2 separate regions of the Hordeum vulgare genome follow, and region 1 is linked to region 2. Evidence: chromatin contacts called from public Hi-C data. All regions are on one chromosome and are shown on one strand. The core of a region is the stretch at or near the end of the contact, and the rest is flanking DNA. Distances in the headings are between cores, read along the strand shown.

Region 1 (7,093 bases), core at 3,982-6,481, 160 kb before region 2:
CGGGGTGTTGCCGATGCTGGCGGGAGGCGGCGGCGGGGCATGGTCATGAGAGGAGCACCCACGGGAGGAGGCAAAGGGATCGGGGCACGGGCACCATGGGGCTGCGGGCGCCATGGGAGGAACGGGCGAGGCAGCGGCGACGATTTGGGCCCGGCGGGCTCCAGATGGGCCTGGGCGGTCCCGCGGCGGCTGGAGGCTGGTGGGAGGAGAGAGAGAGGTGGCAGGTTAGGGTTTGGGGCACGGTTTTCGAGGAGAGAGAGAGGGGGTTGTCTAAAATTATGAGGGGGTATTTATAGAGAAAAGGGGGGCTAGGTCAGATTCAGACGATTCCGCACGTGGGAACGGGTAAGTGGCCGTGTAGTGTAGATACCCGGAGACGAGAGGGAGAGCGGGCGGCGCGGCAACGAATTTTAAAACACCAACAGACGTCCGACATAGACCGAATACGGTGCCACTACGGTCGACCGTTCGGGTACCAGACGAACTCCGATCGCGACGAAACTTGACAGGCGTCCTACCTATATTAAAATAACACCGCACGTCAAATCTCACCCCAATCAGAGAAAGTTTACAACACACTTTTAAAACAGGGTTTCGACGGTGCCGCGGGCGCGTGCAAGTGCGGTCGAGCTCACAACGAACAACGACGAGAACCGGCAACTGACAACGGATGCAAGTTTTGAAAACCGGCGGCAACGGAACGCCGATGTAATGCTGATGATGCGCATGATGCGATGATGATGCAACAAAAGAAAAATAGACACACGACGAAAACGAAAAGAGGGGGAATCTTCTGGAACGTCGGCATCGGGCTGTCACAGGGGTTCTCCTCACAAACCTTAGACAATGCATCTTTAAACTTTTCTGAAATATACTTGGATAAGATCATTAGTTTAATGACACATATGTTGTAATTAATTACCAAAACCACCTTAGGGAGAACTTGTGCTTTCAACTATTTACGTGTGTTGGATTTTATTTGGTTGTTGCCAATATTTGTGTTGCATGTTAGTTTGAATTGTATGAACGTTTGTTTATGTGTATTTATTTTATTTTTGTGCTGGATTGTCCAAAGTGCGAAGCCGAGTTCTATCATTGTCTAGAACTTCACTCCCACTGCCAAGGTAAGTCTACATCTTGATCATACATGTTTTTACCTATGTTTTTATATGCACATAGTCCTTTTGTGGTAGGATTTCATGGTAGGAAACTTTGCGGGATGGCTACCCTTGCACCTAGTAGTTCACATGAGGTAGGTCTGACCCATACAAACCTTGTCGCCACCATAGATGTGGATTGGGGAGGGTTTTCACATTGAGACATGAGTGGAAAAGTAGTAGTCGGGACCAATACTTCTAATGAAATACCTAGGCGGAAATTGGTTTGAATGGTGTCGAAGTACAATGGGAGCATCCATGGGGAATCCATGTGAGTGTACACTAGTGGTCTGTCCGCCCAGGCTCAAAGGGGTCAAACGTGTTTTCATGTCTATAAGCTTGCGTGTGCAGCCACAAGCCAATATGTGCTCTGGCTTAGTTGAGTAGATGGTATGACCTCTTCTAGGATAGGCTAGCATATGTAGATGATGTAGGTGTACCGGCCAATCCATGGGTTAGGGGAAATACTTTCGAAAAACTATGTCTCGATCTTCCGATCAAGGATGTGGTCGAGTCTTGTGGGGAAAACTGTGCAACCTCTCGAGAGTGTCAATCTAATCGATTAGCCGTGTCCCCGATTACAGACAACTTGAGTTTTAGTAGTGGAAATGCCCCGGAGATCTCACCACTCTTAATTTAATCAAGTGGGTATTGAGACAACTTTGGGAATGGAGTGAGTTGGTGTTTGCATCTCAGTCTTATGATATTTGTAGAGGTAGAATAATTATTTTTGTTAAGGAAATACCAGCTTTACGCAAAACTAAACTTAGAGTTTTCCACCAGCTAAATTGCATGTACAAGTAGGCTCATTATTCTCTTATGATGTGACTTGCCAGTACATACCATGTACTGACCTACGCGGCTGTAACCTATCATGTTGCAGAATTATCCGACGAGGATTAAGGTGTGATAGATCGATGTTCTACACTCAACTTTTGCTTGTGGAGTTGATGAACTCGTTACACTTCTTTGCTTTCGTAGTATTTTGTTTTATTTGGCCTTCTGCCACACTACTATAATAAGTACTTTATTCCTGAACTACTGTTGTAACAAAGATGTGTCTTATTTATGTTATTTCATTGAGTATTGTGTGTGCTAGCAAGTTGATCCAGGGACTAGCACAGTAAGCACATAGATTCCGATTCTTATCGGATCGGGTCGTTACATGGACGTAGAGTTTTTGAGCCCGAGCTCAAATGAGCTTGGGTGAACTGTAAATAAAAAAAACTGATTTTGTGATAAACATTGAGAAAAGTATTAAGTCCTTGCACAAAATCGTCATAGAATCACATTCCTAAAAGGCACGGCAAAAAAATCAATACTCTGAAAATGCCACTTTCAAAAGTATTTTGAAGCACTGAATTTGTTTTTTTATGCCTTATAGTAATATGATTCATGGCAAATTTTTGCAAGCACTTAAAACTTTTGTCAATGTTTATCAAAAAATAGTTCAGATTTTTTGCTGGGAAGAAGAGGACACTTTGGCACCATCTTCATTATTTTCAACAATTCTTGCTTCCAACATCATTGCATCGCTTCCATCTCTGCACGCCCATCAGTATGTAGCCCCAAAGCTGCCGTCTGCGTAGTCGCCGCTCCCGGTTCCAATGCAGCTTGCTCACCCTCGTTTTGCAAGTCCGAGGGCTCAAACTTGTTCTAGCATTTAGTTGAATTCTCATTTTTTTGCGTTGAGTACTGGTTGTATTGTCATAATCGTAAAATCGCATATGGTACTCCCGCCGTCTCATAATATAAGAGTGTGTTTTGTGGACCTGGTTTCGTTATGAGTGATTGTGGGTGGACCTTATCTAAAAGAAAATTTATATACCCGCCTTCCTCGTCTGAAGGAAACCAGATTCATGGAACAAAGACGAAAGACGAAAGATACTACTATATGCAACGTTTTTTTTAGCTGTTCTATGAGCGACGTTACTTCCCCGGAAAAAGAATATATGCAATGTTACGTAAAGGCAAACCAGCGCACTCAAATTAACACACCATCATAGATGCATGATTTGCTATGATGAAGGTTGAAGGGCCACCTTGATTAGATCCACCTAGCCACCTACATATGTGTTGGCCCATCTGCTTGTCCTCTCAAACTTTAGGTTAACTATCTATCCGTGACCATGGCATGTTTATCTTGATGATAATTACTTGAAGATAAAGACTTGGTGACAACTGATAGGCTTTCCCTTCGTTCGTAGGGTCCTAGACTACATCTGTAAATGGTCCCTTTTGGCGATTATATGTTCAGAAGATGGATAGAACGATTGGGCAAGGAGTTGGATGGATGGATGGATTTGTATGTACGCCGCTTTCCCGTCAGTTAACAGTGAACGCATGATCGTCCTTCTTTTGTTTTCTTTTGAAAAGGGGATCACCTCGGCCCCTACCGATCAACCCTACACATGGATGATGCATTTCCCTCATGAACTCCCTGGAAACAAGCGATCTCCATGAACCGGGACCCGTTGCATCCGATGCTCATCCGATGCAAGATAATGCACACCTGCACGCTCCAGTTATCATCCATGCATTGCCAAAGGCATTGTTTGGACGAACAGGAACCGGTCCCAGTCCAGTCGGATGAGCATCCATCGCTCTCTTGATCTTGGATCATTTTCAGGTCCATCCAAACCTCCAAGGAAATTGCCAAACATGCCGTCGATGTCCTCTCAGAAACCACAGCAGATATATGCATCTCTGTGTTTCGCACGGATATAAACAATGCGGCAGTCCAATTTCACCATCTAAAATATCCAGGTCGGCATCGAGCACCCATGGGCCAACCAAAACCCATCCAAATTCACCCTCCACTACATACACACACACACCATCATCTTTCCAAACGGGCCGCAAAAGAAAATTGCAGGCATTCTAGGGTCGCCATCCCCAATGTGGAATCCAACTCCTCGCCGAAGAGGCAGGCACATCATCATCATCATCATCACGCGTGTTCCTTGCAGTAGATTCCCACCCTTTGGCTTCTCGGGGCCGCACGCAGCGCGCAAGTGGTGGCGCCTCCCTTTCATGGGGGCTCGCCTCCGGTGCATGCACAGATATTATCCTCAAATGGTAAAAGAAACAGGAGACATGGAGCATGTATCGATCGACATGCAATGTATATTATCCTATAGATTCCACCACTCGCCTGCTTTGCTACCGCCTCCTTTTCTTTTCTGATGTGGGGCTGGCCAATGCCCAATGGTGGTGCGAGATTGGATCGCTTCGCCATCAGGCGAAATCTAGTGCGCCTTTACTACTGGCAAATATCGACGCTGATGATTGATTGCTGCGCCTGTTGTGTTGTATTGCTAGCTGCACTTGCTTCGTCCGGTATTGGTGGACGCATGCATGCGTCCGATTCTTACGAAGGATCTACTCTACGTGCCAAAAGATACTGGCAGTAGTAAAACAGATTAAATCAAATCATTGGTCTCCAAGAGGTAGTACATCCCATCGATGTTTGCTTGCATTTGCATGGCTTGCCATTCGCCCCCACTGCCGATGATGCAGGGAGGGAGGAGCGAATCTGACAGGTTTTGGCATCCAAAAGAGTACGAGGTTCACTTCTTGGGCATTAATTTTCCACGTTACAATCGATCTTGGATTCGTCCTCAAAAAAGAAAAAAAGGAAAATAGATCTTGGATTCTTGGTAGGTGGGTCGATCCGAGGAGTCCCATCCATCCAAATGATTCATTCATCCGCGGGCAGTGGTAGCTGAATCGATGGATCCAAACTTAAGTGGCCTCACTCTCACTGCAACCTTCTCTGCTTGCAGGTGCAGGCATTGATTGCTTCAGCTATACTGTGTGCTAGGCTGCTACAGCTACCTCGCGCTCCATGACAAACAAGCCGTACAACGATCTGACAAGGATCGTTCACGACATATTTGGGCAGCGGTGGGGTCTCACCATGGTCAACATTTGCAGCCAACAAAGTTAGCGCCCACAGAGAGAGAAGGGAAGCAGTCGAGAGGGTACAACGATGGCTCACAGGGTGCTTAACTAGCAAGGCTCGAGCCATGCATCGCCACGTCGGAGATCGGGACAGATCACGGGAACGGGACAAACGATCGACGACGCACCAAGCCGTGGCACCGCTAGCTGCGCGGATGTGCTGCGTGTGCTGTGGCCTATGGTGCGTGCCATCACGTGAACCCGAGCGTTGGCCGCATGCGCCAGGGACTCCTCAAGTAAAAGGAAAACCATTGGCTTCGGTTTTTGGTACCAGGCAAGCTGCCGAGGCGTACGTGTACTCTACCGACACCGGTAGCGCTAGCGCACATGCATGCGTGCAAGCAGCTGATCGTCCTTTGCATTGCATTGCATTGCTCCTGCACCTGCAGTCCACTCGGGGCCGTCCGAGGGTACGCAACGTTTGGAGGCACTGTACATATGTAATATGTTTGTGCACTCGCTTTTGCTATTGGTAAGTTGCATGAATTTGCAGCCCGTGTCGGTCGATTTTCGTGTGTGTCATCACGTGGCAAGCGGCAGCGAGAGGCTGACCAAGAACGATCCAGAACCTATTGTTAGAGATATACTATCTGTATTTGATAGTAGAGATTGCCGAGGATTAAATATAATTATTTCCATTTTATCTTTAAGAAACGTCTTGTCCTTTAAATCTTGTACTTAATATATAATCGTCCTCGAAGCTTAATAATAGTCAATGCCTCTTTATTACTTCCACACCGATGAACGGGGGAGAAGGTTGATTTGTTCGATGTGGTGCAGGGTCGTAGATGGGTGTCTCAGTAGCTGCAGTGGCGGAGACAGGCCTAGGGCAGTTGGGGCTATAGCCTAGGCCTACAAACAATAACATTTGTAATCCCTTCTTACAAAATATATAGAATCACTAGAATGCATCATTTAAGTTTTTTAGCCCTAGACGTAATCTGGTACTAGTTTCGCCTCTGAGTAGCTGGAGAAGAGATCGGGGTTAGATGAATGATTGGAGGTAGCGACACATTTACTCATGTGGTGGTTTGAGCAACGTAAGGTGGTGAGAGGCACGCGACAAATGCATCAACGACACTGCCGCGGGTGTGGCTGACAACGGAGACAGGCCCGGTGCAACTACGCCTAGTGTTCTAGGCCAAATAACAACACCCCTTTGTAACTCCTTATAAAGGACTCTCTTCGTCCCGAAATGTACGGCGTTCTTTGTTCAATGTAGTGCAGGGTCGTCGATGGGTGTCTCGGTAGCTGGAGAAGAGACCGGGGTTAGAGGAATGATTGGAGGTAGCGACACATTTACGGATGTGGTGGTTTCAGTAGTGCAAGGTGTTTAAGAAAAGGAGGATCACCTCCAGTCTATGTATCATGATGATGCATGCAGTCATTTTATTAACAAACGGAAATATAGGTTCCACACAAGTGTAAAATCCAAAAGCGTTCACATAATGAACTCATTAAAGTAAAAGCAAAGTAAATGTCACATGCGGCTAAAACAATAACAAGCATAGATGACTAAACACCTAGGCTATTAGTTAGCCACCATCCAGACCAGTTGAAGATGCCTGTGATACCGTCTTCCACCGGTTGTATCCAATAGCCATAAGCTCTCTAGACTTCACAGTTGTGAGTAACAACCACGTATATATCCATGTCGTAGCTCTATAGATAACCCGCAAAAAATTGATAAAGTTTTTCCGATTAAATATGATATTATTTCTACAGTTTCATATAAACCAGAATAAAGCACATATCCTTATTCAAATATAGCCTGCATTATTTATATGCACTCCATTTAGCCACGGCCCAAATAATGTGTTCATACTACTTGAAGGGCCAATGTTGAAGGCTATATGTAAGGTCCGCCAAAGTAATGCAAGATGGTGAGAGGCACGCGACAACTGCATTGAAGACCCTGCCGCGGGTGTGGCTGACGACGGAGACACGCCTGGTGCAACTACGGCTACAGTTCT
Region 2 (6,087 bases), core at 1,775-4,274:
TGGCACCTAGATCCGTAAGCAATGTTGTGGAGCCCTCGAGCCGGTTGACGTGAGGTTTGGCGTGGCTGATGTAGCGTGTTGCCACGTGTGCGGTGAAACCCACGCGGTTCGGTTGGACGTTAGTGCGAGCTCCGACGTGTTGACATAGACCGGACAGATGGGCTACGGAAAACTCGCTCATGTCCACCGGATAGCCTGGTGTAGACAAGCGTTGGTGCGGCCTTTAGTTTATTGATGTAGACCAAACCACAGGAACAACGAACTGCGTGTGTGTGCCACACAACATCGTCCATGTGAAAGCTAGCGCGACTGATACGTCTCCAACGTATCTATATTATTTTATCATTTCATGCTATTATATTCACAATCTTGTATGCTTTAAACATCATTTTATATCATTTTTTGAAACTACCATATTAACTTAGTGTCAAGTGTCAGTTGTTCTTTTATGCTTGATTTTTTGCTTTTATAGAAAAAAGTGTACCCGGGAAATTTCAGGAAGATGCCAGAAGCCTCACGAGAAGATGACAAGGCAGCAAGATGCGCCTTGCCCTTTTATGGGCCCCTTGTTGCTCCGTTTGCCCAATTGTCTTTCCTAAAAATTCACATATATCCAAAAACCCAAGAGGAGCACTCGAAACAATTCTTTCGCATGCCACAAACCTCTGTTCTACCGCGATTTCGTTTGATGGCTTTCTAGGTACTCTCCAGGAGGGGGAATCCATCATATGGAGTCCGTCTTCATTAACCTTGCCTTCCCAATGATGCGTGATTAGTTTCCACAAGATCTCAAGGTTCGTAGTAGCAGCTCTCTCTCTCTCTACCTCTCTCTCTCTCTCTCTCTCTCTCTCTTAGTCTCTCACTCTCTCTCCACCTCTCTCCTCTCTCTCTATGATCTTCAGTACAATGATCTCTTCGGTGACCTATTCATAATTTTTGCGACGTGTATGTTGGGATCCGATGAATTATGAGTTTATGATCAAATTGTTAACTAAAAGTAATTGAGTCTTTTCTATGACTTTATAGCTATGTACGATTTCCGATCTATGAGTTTTCTTTGACCAAGTTAATGATTAGATGTTTAGAAAAAGTGATGCATAGTAATAGGTTCAACCTTGCGGTATCATCCTCTATAACAGGAGGAGTAGCGAGACACGTATTCGTATAGTTGTTAATAAGGATAAAACGACGGGGTTTGAACATATTATCTCGTCTTACTTTGTCTATATTATGCCATCATGTTCTAAGCATTGCTTTTTGTATTATGAACTTAATTCCATAGATACATGATGTATAGTGTAGATGCAGAATCGTTTCGGTCTAATCGTCACGGACATATTGCCTATATATTGATCATGACATGAATATTGTGGTAATCATTTGCTATTCTATCAATTGTCTAGCAGTAATTTGTCTACCCACCTTATAATGCCAATGAGAGAGATGCCTCTAGTGAAAGCTATGCTCCCCCGGGTTGACTCACTTTGTATATTTACTAGAACTCTAAAAGTATACTCATAATTAATCATTGCAGTTAATGAGTATAAGGGGATTGACAATCCTTTATCCATACTGCGTGCAAGTATTTATTTGTGTGTGTGCGAGTATCGTGGATCATTCGTTTGTGTGATCTTCTATTGGTTCAATAAATCTTGGTTCTTAAGTAGGGTAAATACTTTCGGCTACTATATTACATCATCCTTTCTCTTCGAAAAAAAAATTCTAACACCATCACAAGTAGCAGCTACCTCTAGTTTCTTGATGTAGAGCAAACCACCGGGACGACGGACTATGCGTCTTTGTTCTACACAACGTCGTATGGGCAAAAGGTGGCAGGGCCTCCGGTAGGGGCGGCCATTTTTTTGGTGACAACCGTGAGCTAATTGACCTTAGTGCACTCTTTGGGCTCGTCCTCGAGTTTGAATGGTCAGACCATTCCAAATTTTTCAAGGGTTATTAAAAATACCAATCTGCATGGGAACAACAGTTGGATCTTACAAAGGATGTCGGAGTTGGCCGCTGACACGTTCTTCCAAGCTTGTGTGGATTTTCTGTCCAGGTTCGTTAGGGCATTAGTATCACAGATATTGTCGAAGACTCGCATATTGGATCAAACTGAAATTTTACAGGGTTGTTGTCGACTTAATTTGGCACAATCCGTCTCGAGGAATCATCAAAATGATGCCCGAGAAGGTGGCAACAATGAAATGGGTATGTTGCGTAGAAAATTCGGCACGTCACACACATGCTATGTCGATGTTGAGCCATCGACCTTCATGGTCGATCCTCCATGGACCATGTTGAATTAAAGTTGATGTTGATGAAGCATCCCATCTGAACATAGAATACATGTTAAATATTTTTTAAGAGACGTTGAAACCAACTTTTGAATGTTACAATTTTTTTAATACATTAATTGAAACTTTTATAAATATTTTGAAATACTTGTGTAACTTATATTGAAATGCAGGAATTTATATATAAATGTACTGAGTGTTTTTTAGTGATATGAGAAGTTTATATTGAATTATATTAACAATTTTTATATTGTATAAAGGTTTTGTCGAATGTTATGTAAAATTTTGAAACTTGCGAATATTTTTTAAATGTTATATACATTTCTCTTAAATGGTACAAACATTTTCTAAAACCTAAACTTTTTTTGAACTAAATGTTATGTTTAAAACATGTGATTAACCCATCACATGTGTATTTAGTATTTTTCATAATTTAAAATGGAACACAAATATGTGTAACATCAGCATGATGAAAACACATGGTTACTAGGCCAGCTCACTACCGGTGCGAGCTTGACTTCCATATCATGACATACAAGACATAGACTTGCCCACCTACAACTTACTAGGGAAACATACAGTTTTCAAGCCGTCGAGGTAGAGTGTGGCCTGGCCCGTAAAATTTAAGAAACATCATCTTTACTACAAAACGGATCTGGCACTTGAGGCGTAGCGACACCTCGGACTTATATGGTATGGTCGACATGAGTCATTGCGAATGCGCACCCTCCCATCCCGTGGCGTGTTAGTTTGGCCGGCCCATTTGCGGGCCTAGACGGTCCCTTATTTTTTTTCCATCTTTACTTTCCCTTTTTTGATTTCCTGTTTTTATTTTATTCAATCTTAAAAATAATCTGGATTACAAAAATGTTATAAAATTTCGAAAAATGTAAATTGTCAAAAAATGTTCTTGAATTTTAAGAAGTTCACTATTTGAAAAGGGGTGAACATTTTTTTATTTTAATGAACAAAGTATTATTTAGAAAATTAATTTTATGATCATTTTTTAATAATGATGAACATTGTTTTGTATTTAATGATTCTTTTTTGAGTTTGATAAACATTCTTGGAATTTATAAGTAAAATTTGTATTCAAGAATATTTGTTTAAAAACTAGAAGAAGTTTTTTGAATTCAGTGAATTTTTTTTGAATTTGGTAAAGAACGTTGAAATAAATCAACCAATTCCGGGTTTGTGAACATTTTTTAACTCAATGAACAAGATTTTATATTTTGATGAACATTTGTTCAATCTGATGAACAAAAAATAACTTAGATCAATTTTCTAAATTGTTGAACATTGTTTTTACATTGATGACCATTTTTTAATTTGATGAGAACAACAATGTTTGCAAATTTGGAAAGGAAAATCGTTTTTATAAAAACAAAGTAAATAAGAAAAAAGAGGAACGAGATGGATGAAGAAAAAACACAAAAAGGAAAAAGGAAAATACCCGAAAAATGGGCTGGATCATACGAACGCCTAGCGTGCGAGGGACTGCATGTAAGGTCACCCGCGGCCGACCACAAGTGGGCACTACAAATAGGATGCCTCGCGACGCCTATAGCGCCCACAAGTGGGGAGCTCGTAGCCGGTGCCCATGCACCCTGCCAATTGGGCCGGCTCAGTTTCAGAGTTGAATTTTCTATAAAAAAAAAACTGAACACAAAAAGTTCATAAAAGCAAAAAATGTCTTATAAATTTGAAAAGAAATTTCACGAATTTGAAAATTTTCACCATGGTCTAAACAAAACGTTCACAATTTTTTAAAATGTTCATGGATATTGAAAATTACTTCAAGAATTTGGAAAAAGTTAATCAAATTTGAAAAAGTTCACATATTACGAAAAAAAGGTCATTAATTTTGAAAATAAAAGAATCTATCAATTTTGGAAAAAGGTTAAATGACTTTAACAAAAAAGTTCATCAAGTTTGAAAAATAATTCATCAATTTAGAAAAAAGTTTCATATATTTGATAGTAATATTCGTCAATATTGAAAAAAGTTCAAATAATTTTTATTAAACTTCATTGGATCTGTAAAAAGTTCATCGTGTTTGGAAAAAAAATCTTAAATTTGAGTACAAATTTTGTGGAATCTGAAAAAAGGTCATTGAATTGATTTTTTCGACCAAATTTGAAAAAGTCCATCAATTTTTAAAAAAATGTGACAAAAAATCATCGAATGAGTAAGAAGAAAAAATAAAAATAAAACAGAAAAAGAAGAAAATGAAATGGAAAAAATGAAAAACAGAAGAAACGAAAGAAAAGATGACAAGTTAAAAAAATGATGGAAGTAAGCGCATCAGGTGTCCTTGGCGGCTGGTTACCACGGCTCGACCTGGTTGAAGAGATTCCGCGTTCGAATCCCATCTCTAGCAGCGGGCTTTCTGCAATTTAAATACACGCGACGGACGAAACAAATCGAGCCCAGCAAAGACGGCTGCAGCCATCTGTTTGCAAAAAGTTCATGTACTGTGGCGTCAAATAGGATTTTCCCCACAACTGAGCCTACCAACTTTGGGCAGCTCGCAATGTGCATTTATTTCCTGTATTGATTTTTTTTCATTTACTTAGTGTTGCTTTATTGTTTGATTTTCATTTTCCTTTCATTTTTTCTGTTCTTTCATGCTTGTTTTGGTTGTCTTTTTTAGTTCTTTATTTTCCTTTTTCTATTTCTTATATTAGTACAGGCTGAACAATTTTTAATACACGATGAATTTTTCTTTGAATAATCACTAATGTTTTCTACACACAGCGATCATCATTCAAATACACATTGAATTTTTCTAGTATATGATAAATATTTATATTTTATACGATCAACATTTTTTAATATATGGTGAACTTTTATGTAATATACACTGAAGTTCCTAGAAGTGCACACCCAAAATCTTTTTTACGTCCCTTTAAATAGTTTTTATTGAATCTCTTTAAAAAGTCTAACAGTCGGCTTGGTGAAGAAAAAAGATAAACAAATCAAAGAGAAAAGGGAAAGCATACCTTGCAAACTACTCCCTTTGTTCCTAAATGTAAGTTTTTTAGAATTCTTACTAGGAAACTATAGACGGATGTATATGGACATACATTAGAGTGTAGATTCATTCATTTTGCTCCGTATATAGTCTTTTAATGGAACCTTTAAAACAATTATATTTAGGAACGGAGGGAGTAGGTGCACGAAAGTATAGTGAGGGTATTAATAGCTTGGTTCTCGCGTGCCCTCATGGACAAAATCACTAATTGAAGAGCATAGCTTTTAAAGATCGCTCCCACCTTCCCAAGTTGCAACAAATGACGCACTGCATGCTATCACTTTCGTAACCTAGGAGTTTTTTTTTCGTAGATCCTTATTTTTAAAACGTTTTATTTCCTAAACTATGCCTCCAAATCTCGAACCGTTTTCACTGAGTTTTTTTCGTAGATCCTTATTTTTAAAACGTTTTATTTCCTAAACTATGCCTTCAAATTTCGAACCGTTTTCACCATTGAATTCCTCGCGTCGATATCTTCAAAACTAAATCCCATGTTGATAGGTTTTGATGATTTTTTTCATGAAAAAACCGACCAAAAAATCATGCCTCTCGCGATAGAAAAAAGAACAACAAAAACATGTTTTTTCGCATTATTTTCCTTTTGACCAAGGAAGGCAAAATTGTGCCTCTCATGGGAAAAAATACATGTTTTTTCCTTTACGAGAGGCTCGGACGTGCCTCTCGCGAAGATAAAACCATGCCTCTTGCGAAAGCAAAATCGGGCCTCTTGCCAAAGCAAAATTGTGCCTTTCGTGA

What was found. A called contact is a pair of places that touch in the nucleus more often than the background predicts.
Region 1: a Hi-C map of seedling shows a contact between it and region 2, with 6 times the contacts expected there. The contact joins two enhancer-like sites. A contact is called at or near these places in 2 of 6 Hi-C or Micro-C datasets (leaf and seedling).

Annotation. Positions count from the first base shown.
Region 1 is chr5H:408,496,134-408,503,226 of MorexV3_pseudomolecules_assembly, reverse strand. No RefSeq gene overlaps it. Among protein-coding and RNA genes, the nearest start is that of LOC123396787, 63 kb to the right of the region's middle. Within about 2 kb of position 5,231, at least 3 of the 3 cell types and tissues checked have open chromatin away from gene starts, as enhancers often do. A contact at or near this core is called in leaf and seedling, where this site is marked.
Region 2 is chr5H:408,335,283-408,341,369 of MorexV3_pseudomolecules_assembly, reverse strand. No RefSeq gene overlaps it. Among protein-coding and RNA genes, the nearest start is that of LOC123396787, 98 kb to the left of the region's middle. Within about 2 kb of position 3,024, at least 3 of the 3 cell types and tissues checked have open chromatin away from gene starts, as enhancers often do. A contact at or near this core is called in leaf and seedling, where this site is marked.